Linked DNA regions of Mus musculus: region 2 is linked to region 1. A link is a contact called in public HiChIP or PLAC-seq data. All regions are on one chromosome and are shown on one strand. Each heading gives the region's core, a stretch centred on a gene start, on an enhancer-like site or on the middle of the called end of the contact. The rest is flanking DNA. Distances are from core to core; before and after follow the strand shown.

Region 1 (6,643 bases), core at 3,549-6,048:
AGGACGTGGCGTTATGTCACGTGTCCTTGCTTTCACAAAGTATCCCTAGGGTGCTGTATAACTGTAGAGTCTTAAAAGATATATAATTTATTCAATAATTTCAAGAGCATATTTATGTACTTTTTTGGGGGAGTGGGTCAGAGAGCCTGCACACATACCTCTGCAGCGCGCCCCCAGCTATGAGTATTCTTCCAGAAAGGTTTCCTTATCTGAGGTAAGTATGCGTGCCACTTGCCAGGCCTTTTCAGTGGCTCCACTGAAGTCTGTTTTTCTTCTTTAGCAATGCTAGACCAAATAAATGCAATTTTAATAAGATAAAAACGAGGCTCCTTTAAGTCTGAGCTTGAACTTTGTTGGAACATTTTCTACTCAATAAACACAAGTGGTTTGCCTATGAAGAATTAATGAGTTTCCTGTTCTGCTGGGAGGGAAAGGCCTGAAATCTTTGATAATGCTGCAGAGACTTTTATGAAAATGACATGCAAATAGTGCCCTGCAGGCCAAGCTGCCTACTGTTTTGAATATAAATATATTGGGAATAGAAGAAGCCTGTGAGTATTAGAGGCAAGAGAGATTGGCAGTTGTGACAGGTGCTCTCTGTGGGTCACTTTCTGTATACAAAGTGCTACCACTGTGGCTGTCTTGGCCACGGTGTGTACTTGACTTCTGTTTGGATGCCAGGCTTCACCCAGGTAAACCCTCTCCGCCACACATCCACAACTGTACCCTGTAAAAATTCTCATTTCCTCTCCCAGGCCGAGGAACTTAAGGACCAGAGAGTTGACTCGTTTTGAGTTTTACCAACCAGTAAGTGTTGGCCCTGGAATTGGAACCTGGACCCTTTGACTCTTCATCTTGAGAACACTGCACCAGGGTCAGGCACCCCTGAGATTTGGAGAAAGGCTACTCTAGGTTGTGTATGATCTGAGTAACTATATACCTGTTCTCTCCCTTGACAAACAGCACATTTCTGATTCTCCTGGGTTCTGTAAAATGCAGGTAATGCACAGGGCTGTGGGGGCTTGGTTCTTGCCTCAGGATGTTCTGGAAGTCACTGGAAGGACTGGAAGGTTAGGGCTGAAGTAAGGCTCTTCACTTTTTTGTCTTACTGTGGTCAGTGACTGCTACAGGAGGTTAGTTATGATGGGTCAGTTGAGATGGGTACTCACGGGCACTTCTTGGGACTAATACTCAAAGAGTATTGCCTGGGGTACAAGAGAGAAAATCCAGCCAGTCAGGTGGAAGCTCTAGTCAGGGTTCAGCAAGCATGTTAGTTCTTCTATTTTATATCCTGTGTAACTGCACCCATCCCTCATGCCCCATATAACTGCACCCACCCACTTCAAATCTATGTAGCTGTGCTTACCCACGTAAAGTGTGAGCCTTCCTCCATTGCTCTTCACCTTTTCACTGAGGCAAGGTGTGTCAGTCAACCAGAACTGTTTGGTGTGGTGCCATTGGTCCTGCTAACCAAGCTGTCCCAGGCTTCCTCTGTCTCCCCCTCCCTGGGTTGGAATTACAGATGAACTACCATGCTCACTTATACATCTGGGGTTACATGTGAGTCCTGGGGTTTCAGATTCCTGTCCTCTTAACTACTGAACATCTCCCAGGCCCCATCTGTCTAGAATTTTCTGCCTGCCTCTCTTTTCTTAGGTTCAGGTATACCTCTTTTCCAAGGGAAAACCAGCACTGGGTTTAATGTGAGTGCGTGCTGTGTTCCCATAGGAATGACCACAGGGCATTCTAACACTAGGCTACTGTTCTCTTTGATAGGCACACTATTCTGATGGCTGTACAGGAAAGGGTAACACGCCCACAGTTCTAGATGTGGACATCTTTTGGTGGGACTGCTATTTGCTGGCCATACAGCACAAATGACACAGAAGGAATTCTCACTTTGCAAATCAGTAAGCAGGTGAATCCTTGTTAGCAGATGGACACAGGATATGAGTAGTTTACAAAAGAAGAGGTACCAGTGGAAAAAATATCTCAGGCACAGAGCCAGCGTGGAGATTGCTTCTGTCCAGTTAGTGGGGTCTGGCCATCGGCCAGCTCTTGTTGCGGGAGAGGGAGCTACTTGACTGTCCTTTGGCAGCATGGCCAAATCTCCTTAAGTGTGTGCCTTATGCCCAGGGCATTCCCATTGCAGGACTTTGTCCTTAGGAGGTTATCAAGTGCTGTGTAGCCATTTCTCTCCAGAGGTGTTATTGCTATCCTTGTAACCACAAACACTTTTAAATCAGTTCTGTGTTTCACAGTCAACCTTGGGTAAACTCATTATGTTGTAGCCATATGGCAGCACAGTGTGAAATTAGAAGTGATGCTGTCCAGGGAGGTGGCACGGGCCAGAGATGAGGGAACCAGAGCTCATTCTATTCCTGTGGGGTTTACAACGTTTAATGTTGAAATAATTAAGATTTACAAGGAGTTGCAGGCAAGTCCGAGCACTCTCCGCCTCAGAGTGGCCTTTTACATTTACATATGCTACTTGTAGGCTCCTCACACATCAGGTAACACAACTGAAGGTAAACAAATGACTTAAGTAAACTGAAGAAGAAGGAAGTAATAATTTGGGGAAATACTTCACATCACAGAGTCAGCAAGGTAGAACTTAATTTTAAAAAAGATTTATTTTTATTATTAAAAGTATTTTATTTATGTATTTGCTTGTGTGTGTGTATATATGTGCCGCAGCATGTAGGTAGAGGTCAGCGGTCAGCTTGTAGGAGTTGTTTTCTCCTTTCACTATATGGGTCCTGGGGATTGAACAAACTTAGTTTGTCAGGGTTAGGGGCAAACAGTTTTATCCACTGAGTTGCTGTAGTGATCCTAACTTTTCTTTCTTTTTTTTACTTTTAATTATGTTTATATGTGTGGTGGTGGAGGGATGTGCATGTATGAATGCAGGTGCCCATGGAAGCCAGAAGAGGGATTTGAAGATGGAGTTATAGGTAGCCTTAAGATGCTTGATGTGGGTGCTTGGAATTGAACTTGTGTCCTCTGCAAGAACTGTATGTTCCCCCTCTCTCTCTGTCCATCTCTCCATTCCCAGGATTTAAAGAAAACTTCCTTCTAAGCTTTTCCTTGCTGTGGATGGGAATCAACACTGGACAATGTGGGGAGGGAGGGAGAGGGAGAGGGAGGGAGGGGGAGCAGCTAGCTCTAAATGGGAAGTCTTTATCAGACCCCTTCCTTCAAGGCTTAGGGAATCTGTGCAGAGAGATTCCCAGAGCCAGAGGTGATGGATGACCCCAAGGAAACCCAGCAGGATGAGCCACACATTAGTTCACAGGGGCTGACAGCAGGCACAAGACCTGTACACGTTCAAACCAGATCAGATTCCAGCACTGAGAAGGGGACGTGGACACACAAAGTCCCACCCTTCTTCAAGAGACTATTTGAAAGGGACAATCTGTTTTCTCCAGTGGAGTCTGACTGGGTTTATCAACCACACTGCAGAGTACCTGGCCCACACAAAGTGTATTCTGGGTTGGTTTGTGCACTTTTTGTTTTTTATCTTTCTGTTTTGTCTTGATCTTTCTTTCTTTCTTTCTTTCTTTCTTTCTTTCTTTCTTTCTTTCTTTCTTTCTTTCTTTCTTTCTTTCTTTCCTTCCTTCCTTCCTTCCTTCCTTCCTTCCTTCCTTCCTTCCTTCTTTCTTCTTGCGAGGGAGGTGGGGAGGATCTGAGAGGATCTGGGGAGAGGGATCTATTAAAATAAAAACATCTTTTAACTCACTTAAAAATACTACACATATTTGTGTGTGTGTGCGCGCATATGCACATGTCACCCACAGCACTTGGATGGAGATCAGGAAACAACTTTGAGAATCAGTTTTCTCCTTTCCCCATTAGATGATTGAACCCAGGGATTGGACTCAGGTTGTCAGGCTTGGCAACTAGCGCCTTTTACCAGCTGAGCCCTCCATGGTCCCAGGACTTCATAAAAAAAAAAAAAAGCCTGCATGTGCTTACCTACATTGCTCTTTATGTCTCTCTGCACGCTTCTCCCTTCATCAGGGTCTTGTGTCGGAACCCCAGAGTGGGATGTCAGTTAGGGTGTCTGACGCCAGTGGCTCTGATGAGTAGGGATTCCTTTGTCTCTTGTGCCTGGAAGGGAAAGGAGGTGATCTGCCTGGACCCCAGCTCAAGGAAGCCATCACAGGGCCACTCTATCTCCTGCTGTACCAGCCTTCAGAGGTGGCTTCATTCTTGAGACTTCTCATGCCGAGGTGACAGATATCCTGGCCTCACCTCAAAGGGACATGCCTGACTCAGAGGAGCTGAGGTTCAAGGGTACTGGCTGAGCCTGTCTGGTTTTGGTGGGAGAGTCGCACCCTCATATGTTTTTAAATTGATTACATCTTTACAAAATTCTTTATGTTTGGATAACCAGAGGCGCATCTGGTGGATATTCCCAGTGAGGTTACCTTGTGAGGTTGTGTCGTGCTTGTGAAACACATTTGTGAGCAGTGGCTCAGGAACCCGGTGTTCCCAGTGGTCTGAGGACTCCTGGGGCTCCCTGATGGTCCAGAGCATCGTGGGGTGTGTGGGCCTGTGGGCGCCGTAGCCCCGGTGGCTGACATGCAGCTGCTGATGGGTGTGGCTCTTCCTGGCGTGGGGCTGAGGAGCTGGCAGTTTTCTTGATTCACCATTGGGCTTTCAGCAGAGCTAAAAAACCCGAAAAACCAAAAAACCAAAAACCCTAACGTTTTGTTTCCTGTTCTCCTAGCATCCAGCATGTGTATGGAGCCCAGCACCCACCGTTTGATCCGCTGTTACATGGCACGTAAGTGGCAGTTGGTGACCTGCTTCTGCCAGCTCATTGGAGGTTCAGAGGGAGGGGAAATGTTCTCTCAGTCAGCAGATGGCCTAGCCACTTGCTTTGTGAGACACTACTGTCCGAGAGTAGTTCCCCCTGTAGCTGGGCAGTGGGATGTGGGGCTGCAGAGAGCTGGCACTCCTGGCTTGAGGGCAGCGTGGCTCCAGACTGTCCTTACACCGCACCTGAACCCTTCCTCGGTCCTGCACTCTCTCTGTCCTGGTGGTGGCTCTTCTGAGTATTGGGCCTAGCCCAGTGCTGGTGTGGCCCTGCAGGGCTGCACCTGTCTGTCATATTTCTAGACTTCTACTGGGGCCTATGCCATGTGTTGTTGTCAAGCTTGGAGGGACGTCCTTTGAACTATTCTGTCTCCGAGTGTGTATGCCAAGGCCCCGTTTTCTGCAAGGTCCTCTTGCTCTGTACCCGTCCGCTGCTGCTTTAGGAGCTTGGCTGAGATGGAGGGAGCGTGAGAATGTACTTTCTAGCCTTGGCACCATTGCTGTGTAGTTCTGTGCTGCTTGGTGGCTCTTGTCTGGAACGCCTCCCTCCCTATCACGTAGCCTGTGCAGTGCCAAGTCCTATTTTGATGCCCACACTTTGTGCTTTTCTTGGCACCCTCATCTAGATGAAGTACCTTCTCCCTTGGGATTCTTTTTTTGGCTGAGTGTGCACAGTAAAGACACCTTTGCTTTGTAGCTTGCTCAAGTCCACGCCCAAGGTGCCCACCACTCCGGTGAAGGCCAAGCGGGTCAGCACCTTCCAGGAGTTTGAGAGCAACACCAGTGATGCTTGGGATGCCGGTGAAGACGATGATGAGCTCCTGGCCATGGCGACAGAGAGCCTGAACTCTGAGGTGGTCATGGAGACAGCACATCGTGTCCTGCGCAATCACAGCCAGAGGCAGAGCCAGCCTTCACAGAAGACGACAGAACCAGAGCCAGAGCCTCAGCCCATAGCAGAGCCTCCTGTACCTCCCAGTGGTGACCTTCGCCTGGTGAAGTCTGTCAGTGAGAGCCACACTCCTTGTCCTTCAGGTAGGGATGAAGGGACAATAGAGCCAAGGAAGGATTGGATTGGAATAAAGAGGGCTGTGTGCCTGTTTGCACCAGGACTCTGGGCCTTGAGAGCCTGTACGGCCATCTTTCATGCGGATGTGGCCCTCCCAGGCCCGTGGGCTCCAGATGGTCTTTTCTTTATTTGGGGACCAGGCTTGTGGCTGGTGTGGGGGCCCAAGAAGAGGGCCACTGGGGAGCACAGGCGATGGGAGATCCTAGGCTTCTTCAGAAAGGAGCCAGGAGTGCCCACGCATGCCTCCCCTGGGTAAGGGTGCTCTCATTTACAGATGAAAAACAGATCCATAGTAGTCTAAGGCCACCCTGCTAGATTCAGAAAGGGGCTTTTACATAGCCTCATTTTCAGAACCGCCTTCTGAGAGTTGATGGGCTAAAGCCTTACCATGTCTTCAGGTGAGAAGCTGGTTTTATTTGATTTGTAGCAAATTTGGAAGTCCGAGTTTACAGGGGAAGGTGGCTTTCTCTGAATCTGATGGGGGATTGCTCCCTTCTACCTCCTGTCTGCTTAGTCTAGGCAGGCTGCCCTCTAGTGGCGGCATCCAAGGATTGACAGGAACCTTGGATTCTGCCCACCCCTGTGCTCATGCAGTGGTGGACACAACTTCTCACGTGCCCACAGCTGGCTGGACCGAGGGCATTGCTATTGCTGGTGTTGGCCCTCAGCACACCATATGGAGGAGCTGAGAGTGGTGGATCACAGGATATCTGACTTGGAGGTCCAGATCAGAAACAGACTCATCTCCAGGAG
Region 2 (6,538 bases), core at 2,595-5,094, 130 kb after region 1:
TGTAGAAGATGTATCGTTGGGACTGGGCTCGCCACAATCAGTCGTTTTGGACATTTTAGCTGGTTGTAGCTTTTTAAATGGTTTCTGTCTGCTGAGAGAAGCTTCTTTGATGAGGGGTGAGAGCTGCTCTTCTCTGAAGTTCTGGAAGTTCAGGTTCACACTCCAAGTACAGAGAATGTGTGTTCCTCTATGTGGGCGAGGTTAGTGTCATTGCCAGGTCACACTGCTGGATGTCCTGCCCTAGTCTGCTGTCCTCCTGGTGCTGTCTGCCTTCCTTCCCTGGGTTGCTGAGGACATTGAGACTTCCAGCTCTAGTAGGTGTGTCTCGTTCTTCTGTGGCTTTGCCAGACTTCACCATATAACTCCATTCTTAGTGTTAGCTGTGCATTCGAGGGCCACTGTACTGTTTTGGCAGATTGGTATGTCACAGATGCTCTCCTGTTATGATGCCACTTGCTTCTTGTCAAGGTCCCATCATGACTCCCTCTTGTCTGATGGCACCAAACACTTGCATCTCCTTTATTTGGGCCTCTTCTCTCCTCTCCCTCCTGACTGTGTATGTATTATTGAAAGTGCTCATCTTCTTGCCTCCTTTCCTTCCCCTTTCCCTCCCTCCCTCCCTCCCTCCCTCCCTCCCTCCCTCCCTTCCTTCCTTCCTTCCTTCCTTCCAGGCAGGGTCTCACTATATAGCTCTACCTGCCCTGGAACTCTCTGTGTAGACCAAGCTGGCCTTGAACTCAGAGATCTACCTGTTTCTGCCTCCCAAGTATTGGGATTAAAGGTGTGTGCCACCACTGCCTGACATCTAGTAACAAAATCTTATTTTTTGCTTCCTTTTCAAACGTTAGTGGCTGTTTCAGAGCAACTTCAGATAAACCATAACCCTGGAGCGTTCCCATGTCATCCCTCCCTCCCTCCCCCACAGCCACACTTCCCCTGTTCTGAAGAACACCTGCATTAACGTAACACACTTGTGACTGACAGGGCACTGTCAATGAGTCATGACCAACTGAAACTCATAGTTTAATTAACATTGTAAACTATGGGTCTGGCAGATGCCTAACAACATGTGCTGTCCATTAGTCCTCAGTAAGCGTCCGTGTGCCACCTGTTCATCCACCTCGCCTTCTGATGGAACCTGGTCCCCATGGTTTTGTTTTTGCCAGGATGCCACATGGTTGGCAGGGTGGCCTTCCCAGCCTGGCTTTGCTCACCCTGTTACTTCATCTCTGGTCCATGTCTGTCTGTCCTCTATCCAGCAGTAGCTCTGGCCTGACCACTCTGCACTGTCTTACTGGATCCTGCCCACAGTGTTATAACTCTGAGATGCTGCTTGCCCCGTGGCTACAAATGAGCCCAGGGCATGTTCCTACAGTGGCTTACACAAGGAGGCTGCTGTCCTGCTGTGTCTGTCAGGACCTCTCAGTGTTGGACAATGATCTGTAATCAGCAAAGCTGGGGACAGGAAGGTTGGGAATGCACTTGGGGTAGGTGCTGTGGTAGGCTCCAGTAGATGCAGTTGCTCACCCTGCACCCTTGTGAGGGATATGCTGCCCGTCTTTCATAGGTGAGAAGCAGGAGGAAGTTGAGCTAGCAGATGGGAAACACAGAGTTAGGCAAGGCGCCATGTGTTTTCAGCGGCTGGTCTGTGCTGACTGCACTCTGAGAGGCTTGCCACAAGCCTGTCCTTGTCTTCGTCCTTCCCACCTCTTCTCAGAGGCTGTAATGGAGACATTCAGGGTATCGCTTTAACCAGTGCTTCTAAGCTTGGAGGGACAGCTAATGTGATGGATGACATAATCACGATTCACAATGAGTTCAGCTGCCTGGAATACCAGCCCAGAACCAATCAAGTGAGCACGCTAATAGGAATAAATGTAAAATCCTGCATTCAAGTTCAAAAACCCAGTCAGACCAGGTCAGTGGGAAGCATTTGGGACAGTTTGGGTTGACTGTGTCCTCGGTGGGAAGCTCTGTCATCATTTTGTCTCCATTATGGCTCTTGTCTCGTAGCTGATAGCCCTCACCCTCTGTAGTCCCGCTCTGTTATTTCTACACGGCACAATCAGGATCCTTCCACAATTTGAATCTTGTAGCTGCAACAGTGGACAGCTGCCCTTTCCCCCTGCTGACATCATTGGGCAGCTATGGTTCTTTCTCACCTCCTGCTTGTAACTCCTTCAGAATGGCCTCCTCCCAGCTCTTGTCTTGCCCCACACTCCCCCTTTCCTGAATATGCCATGCTCCCTAGGGACCCTGGGACCTCTCTGCTTTACTGCAGCCCAGGTCTCACATCCTCACTGTGCTGCTCCCAGCCAGGCCCTGTCCTGTATCCCAGGACCAGCATTCACCATGCTCTTCCCTTCTGTGCTGTGCTGTGTCTATATAATACATGTTTTGTCCCCAGATTAGCACAGCAGGTAACTGCTAAGTGTGGCATTTCCCGTGTCGTGTCGTGTCAGGTCAAGTCAGAGAGAGAGAGAGAGAGAGAGAGCGAGAGAGAGAGAGAGCGAGAGCGAGAGAGAGAGAATGAATATGAATATATGAGAATTAATTCAACAGAGTGGCCCTAAAGGTGCGCCCTGGCCTGGTCTGTCTGTCTTTGTTGGCGTAGGCTGGCAGCCCAGTGCTGGGCCAGTGAGAACGCTGCTGGTTTTGCTGCTGGTTTTGTCTTCTGCCTTTGCCAGAGTGCCAAGGCCTTGAAGGTTCTTTCAAAGCAGGACCCCCACTTCCCCTTTTCCTCTTATAGAATGGTATCATTCTTGCCTCAGTGTTTGGATTCTAAAAAGCCAGCTTCCCTTTCTGAGCTCTGAACAAACTGAGAAGTAAAACAAAACAGTGGCAGATGGAAGCAAAGGAGAGCTGTCGTTCTTGCTGCACAGTGAGTGGGCTTGAAATGGTTTCTAGTGTGGAAGCCAAATAACTGGCTAAATCCACACTGTCTCTAGCCAGTGTTGGTAGGCTGGGGCTGGGCAAGAAGAGCCCATAGGGCCTCTGTCCTCCCATAGAGCACTGATTAGTCTCGTGGGTGGGGGTGAAGCTCTCACCATGTAAAGTGTGGGGAGGTTAGAAGATGTGTCACCCTGATTTCTTCAGCTGTAATTGGGGTAGCCATCACAGCCCCAGTTAGCTGTGTAAGGAGGCTTGTCAACCTCAGGGAGGTGTATCAGACTAGAATATAGTAAGTGGTCAGTAGGGCCTTCCTGACCCAGAGGCTGCAAACCACCCTTAGCTAGTCTCTCTCATCTCTATCTAGTTCAGACTGTTCATAAATTCCTCCACCCAAATATGCACCCACAGACTGGAGCAGTAACCTCCTGCTAACCTCCTCGGAGAAATTAAGTCTCCCAAGTTATACTTGGCAAGCTCAGATCCAAAGACGATTGATGACTCTCTGAAGAGCTGTAGGCTAGAACCAAATTTTCTATGGCTTTTAAGGTTAGGTATGTTAGAACCCAGTTAGTCCTGATTCTGGCTTCTGCTTCATCGCAGCTAGCAGGATGCTTGGCCCTCTGGGATTCGTACAGTTCCTCGGGACCTCAAGTTTTGACTATGAGACTGAGCCCAATAGTTGCTCCTCCGGAGAGCTGACTTTCACGAGAGTGCATGAGCCTGTCAGAGATCTGGCCTTCCAAATCTGGGTAGGAGGCCATCCTAAGGCCCAGGGCAGTTCCCACCATGTTCCCAGATCCTGTCTTTGTTGCTGTCTTATGTCTCTGGAAGGCCTGGCCTGGCCTAGCCCTCACGAGGTTGGTAGACACAGTTCTTCTTGTTCTAACCCTTGCATATGAGTGAACTGGAAGTCTAGAGGCTCTCACTGCAGTTTTGTCTGGGAGAGATGTCCCAGCATGCCTTACTCTTCCTGTTGTAGATAGACACCTCTATAGCTTGTAGGCTTTGTTAGTACTGAGCCACAGTGGCATTAAGAACTTCTGCCAGCCAGCGTCTGTCCTTAATTCTTTCTGTCTTCCTGGAAGGCTCCCCATTCAGGATCAGGTGCTGAGGCTCCATGCTATTGGCAGGCTCTGAAGGGGACGGAGGGCTGATGCTTCTCACTCTGCTATGTTGCCTGCTGACTGCAGACACTTGCTGCCCTTGGGTGCAGGCCACCTGGGTGCCCCACCATCTGTGAAGCTGCAGAACGTGCTCCCCGTGGGCTGAGAGGGAGTAGGCATTCTTCCCTGCTCTCTCGCCCGTGCTCCATGCTACTTCTGAGTGCTCTGAGGTTTGCGGGCTGCCATTTGCCATGCTATGTCATGTCTGAAAGCCTTCCCCTCTGCTGGCTTCTGTAATGTCTGAGGCTCAGAACCGTCCAACAATGCGGGGTGCTGAGTCTCATCTAATAGATGATGGGACCCGTGCCCAGAGAGAGCACACACTGTAGATGTCACATGTAGCTAAATATTAGCTATGCTTCTATTCCAAGTCCCTTTCACAAAGGCTCCCTCCCCAAATCTGCCCCCAACCCCTGCCTCCAGTCCATATGAGCCTCACCCGCATCACTGAGAAGAGTCGCATGCCACTTCTCATACAGTGGCTGCATTCTTAGCACTTGAGTGCTGCGCTGTCAGCACATTTGCCGTTTCTCATTGGCTCCCTGGTGGGCCGGGTGCTGGCTGTCCAGGTGCCCATTGAGGTGGTCATTCCAGCCAGTGGTTCTGCTCAATGAGCCAGACGCATGGGTGCTGGTTTGTTCAATTTAAATGTAAATATCCAACATTAACAAATAGAAATGTTCCATGAAGCGTTCCTGGGAGCTGTGTGCATCCTCTGACATCAGATGGGAGTGAGACCTGGTGGTGCTGTGCTCTGTTGGTGTTATGCAGAGTGTGGCCCTGGACCTGTTTCTCGTGAGGCAACCTAGCAGTGTGTAGTTGGTTTGTTTATAAAATGGTTTTGCATTATAAACTCTTTTCACCGCTTTTTCCTCTTTGGAGGATCTGGGTTACCGGAGCGGGTGGTGCTCATGTGTGGTATGTCTTTATGTATGTTCACCCATGTGTGAGTATGTGTACAGTGGTATTTGTGTGGGCCTGGAGTTGACATTGCTTGCCTTCCTCAGTCACACTCCACTTTACTTGGAGATACAGTCTCTTGGTTGAACCCAGAGCTCACTAGCTGTGGCTAGTCCAGCCAGCCAGCCTGATCTGGGGATGCCCTGTCTCCTTCTCCCAAGTGCTGGGATTACAGGTGGCTTCCACAGCGACTTGGCTTTTATGTGGGTTCTGGGTACCTGAATTTAAGGTCTCAAAGTTGCTTTATCCTGTGTGCATTTAATATATGCTGTAATTTTTCCCCCTTAGGACAACTACACCTTTGCCCAACCTGGGATTCAGATGAAAGTGAAGATGCTGGAAGAGCTTGTGAGCCGGATTGATGGTAAGTCAGTGTCCAGCACAGCCTTCCCTGGGGCAGGGAGAGTTCTAGCGGGAGGTTAGGGAGGCAGCCTTGCTCCCCAGCCCTGCCAGACGCCACCATCCTGTTCTCATCTGGCCAGTGGTACCTGGGTCTGCTAGCTCTCAGCCAAGTGCGTCCTTAGCAGGAGAAGCTGCTGTTCTGCCCATCCAGCCTGTGCTCCAGTCAGGACTCAGTGGGGAAGGAGATGCAGTGCTCTTGGCAGCCAGCCTCCCTCCTGGGTCAGCTGCAGCTTCTCATCTGGGCAGCAGGGTGGTTGCTGATGGCTGTCCTTTGCCTTGCCTCCCCTGCCTGGGTGTATCATTTGCTATCAAGGAGGATAGAATAATTTCTCCATGGAATCCAATTAATTACCAAGTCCAGAAAGAACATCTTCAATATTATAGAAAAATTATAGTGTGTGCTCCGGCAATTTTAGATTATGCTTTCATGTTTAAGTGAGGCCTTTGAAATACTTTTTACCTTCGTCCTTAAAATAATTCCCCCTGCGATGTGCTGAATGTCATATTGCAATAGCAGAGTTTAATTAAATGAAACTTGAGAGATAATGCTTGCCCATTCCAAGCGGAGCCTCCTGATAGTTTGTTAAATTAATGAGCAGAGTATTAACAAAGTGACGCCAAGCAGAACCAGGCCTGTGTATATATGTGACAGCAGCCTGTCAGCTGTGAGCTGTAGAAGACACCCTGTTTCCCAGAGTCCCGGCCGAGTCGGCTGAGTCACTTGACCAAGGGTACAGAGAACTCTATTGAGGTGGAGTCCTGGCTGTGTGCCCTCTGTGTGTGCAGGCCCCTTCCCAGCCTTCCCCTGGCTGCTCCCATGGTGGAAGAAAATTGTCATAGCCCTCTTCATAGGAGAGACTTGGTTTGGGAAGTGACTGAGTGACATTATAAACCAGAGCCAAAAACTTCGAAACTGTGCTACGTTCGTTCCTTGATTGAGCCTGGGAGTCGTCTCTGTGTCTGATGGTTATTACCTCATTTCCATATTATGAAGTCTCACGCACTTCTAGGGCTGCTTTATTGGATTCAGTGTGTTTAGCTGCTTTTCAACCTCCCTCCGAAGTACTGCTCTTTCTCTCGTCAGTGCACCCTGTGCATTTATTCTGCACTCAGGTTGCGTT

The links. HiChIP or PLAC-seq counts read pairs in DNA pulled down with a chosen protein or histone mark.
Region 2: an H3K27ac HiChIP or PLAC-seq map of double positive thymocytes shows a contact between it and region 1, with 8 read pairs. The contact joins two enhancer-like sites. A contact is called at or near these places in 1 of 39 promoter capture datasets (the C10 cell line), 1 of 484 Hi-C or Micro-C datasets (peritoneal macrophages), 2 of 115 datasets of contacts at active chromatin or transcription factors (double positive thymocytes and microglia) and 1 of 9 other capture datasets (liver).

What each region holds. Positions count from the first base shown.
Region 1 is chr15:86,229,998-86,236,640 of GRCm38.p6, forward strand. It overlaps Tbc1d22a (TBC1 domain family, member 22a), which reads left to right. Exons shown (of 13, transcript NM_145476.2): 2 at 4,733-4,789; 3 at 5,519-5,856. Among named protein-coding and RNA genes, the nearest start is that of Tbc1d22a, 19 kb to the left of the region's middle. Within about 2 kb of position 4,799, at least 39 of the 459 cell types and tissues checked have an H3K27ac peak or open chromatin away from gene starts, as enhancers often do. A contact at or near this core is called in double positive thymocytes, where this site is marked.
Region 2 is chr15:86,361,302-86,367,839 of GRCm38.p6, forward strand. It overlaps Tbc1d22a (TBC1 domain family, member 22a), which reads left to right. Exons shown (of 13, transcript NM_145476.2): 10 at 5,304-5,379. Among named protein-coding and RNA genes, the nearest start is that of Tbc1d22a, 150 kb to the left of the region's middle. Within about 2 kb of position 3,845, at least 78 of the 459 cell types and tissues checked have an H3K27ac peak or open chromatin away from gene starts, as enhancers often do. A contact at or near this core is called in double positive thymocytes, where this site is marked.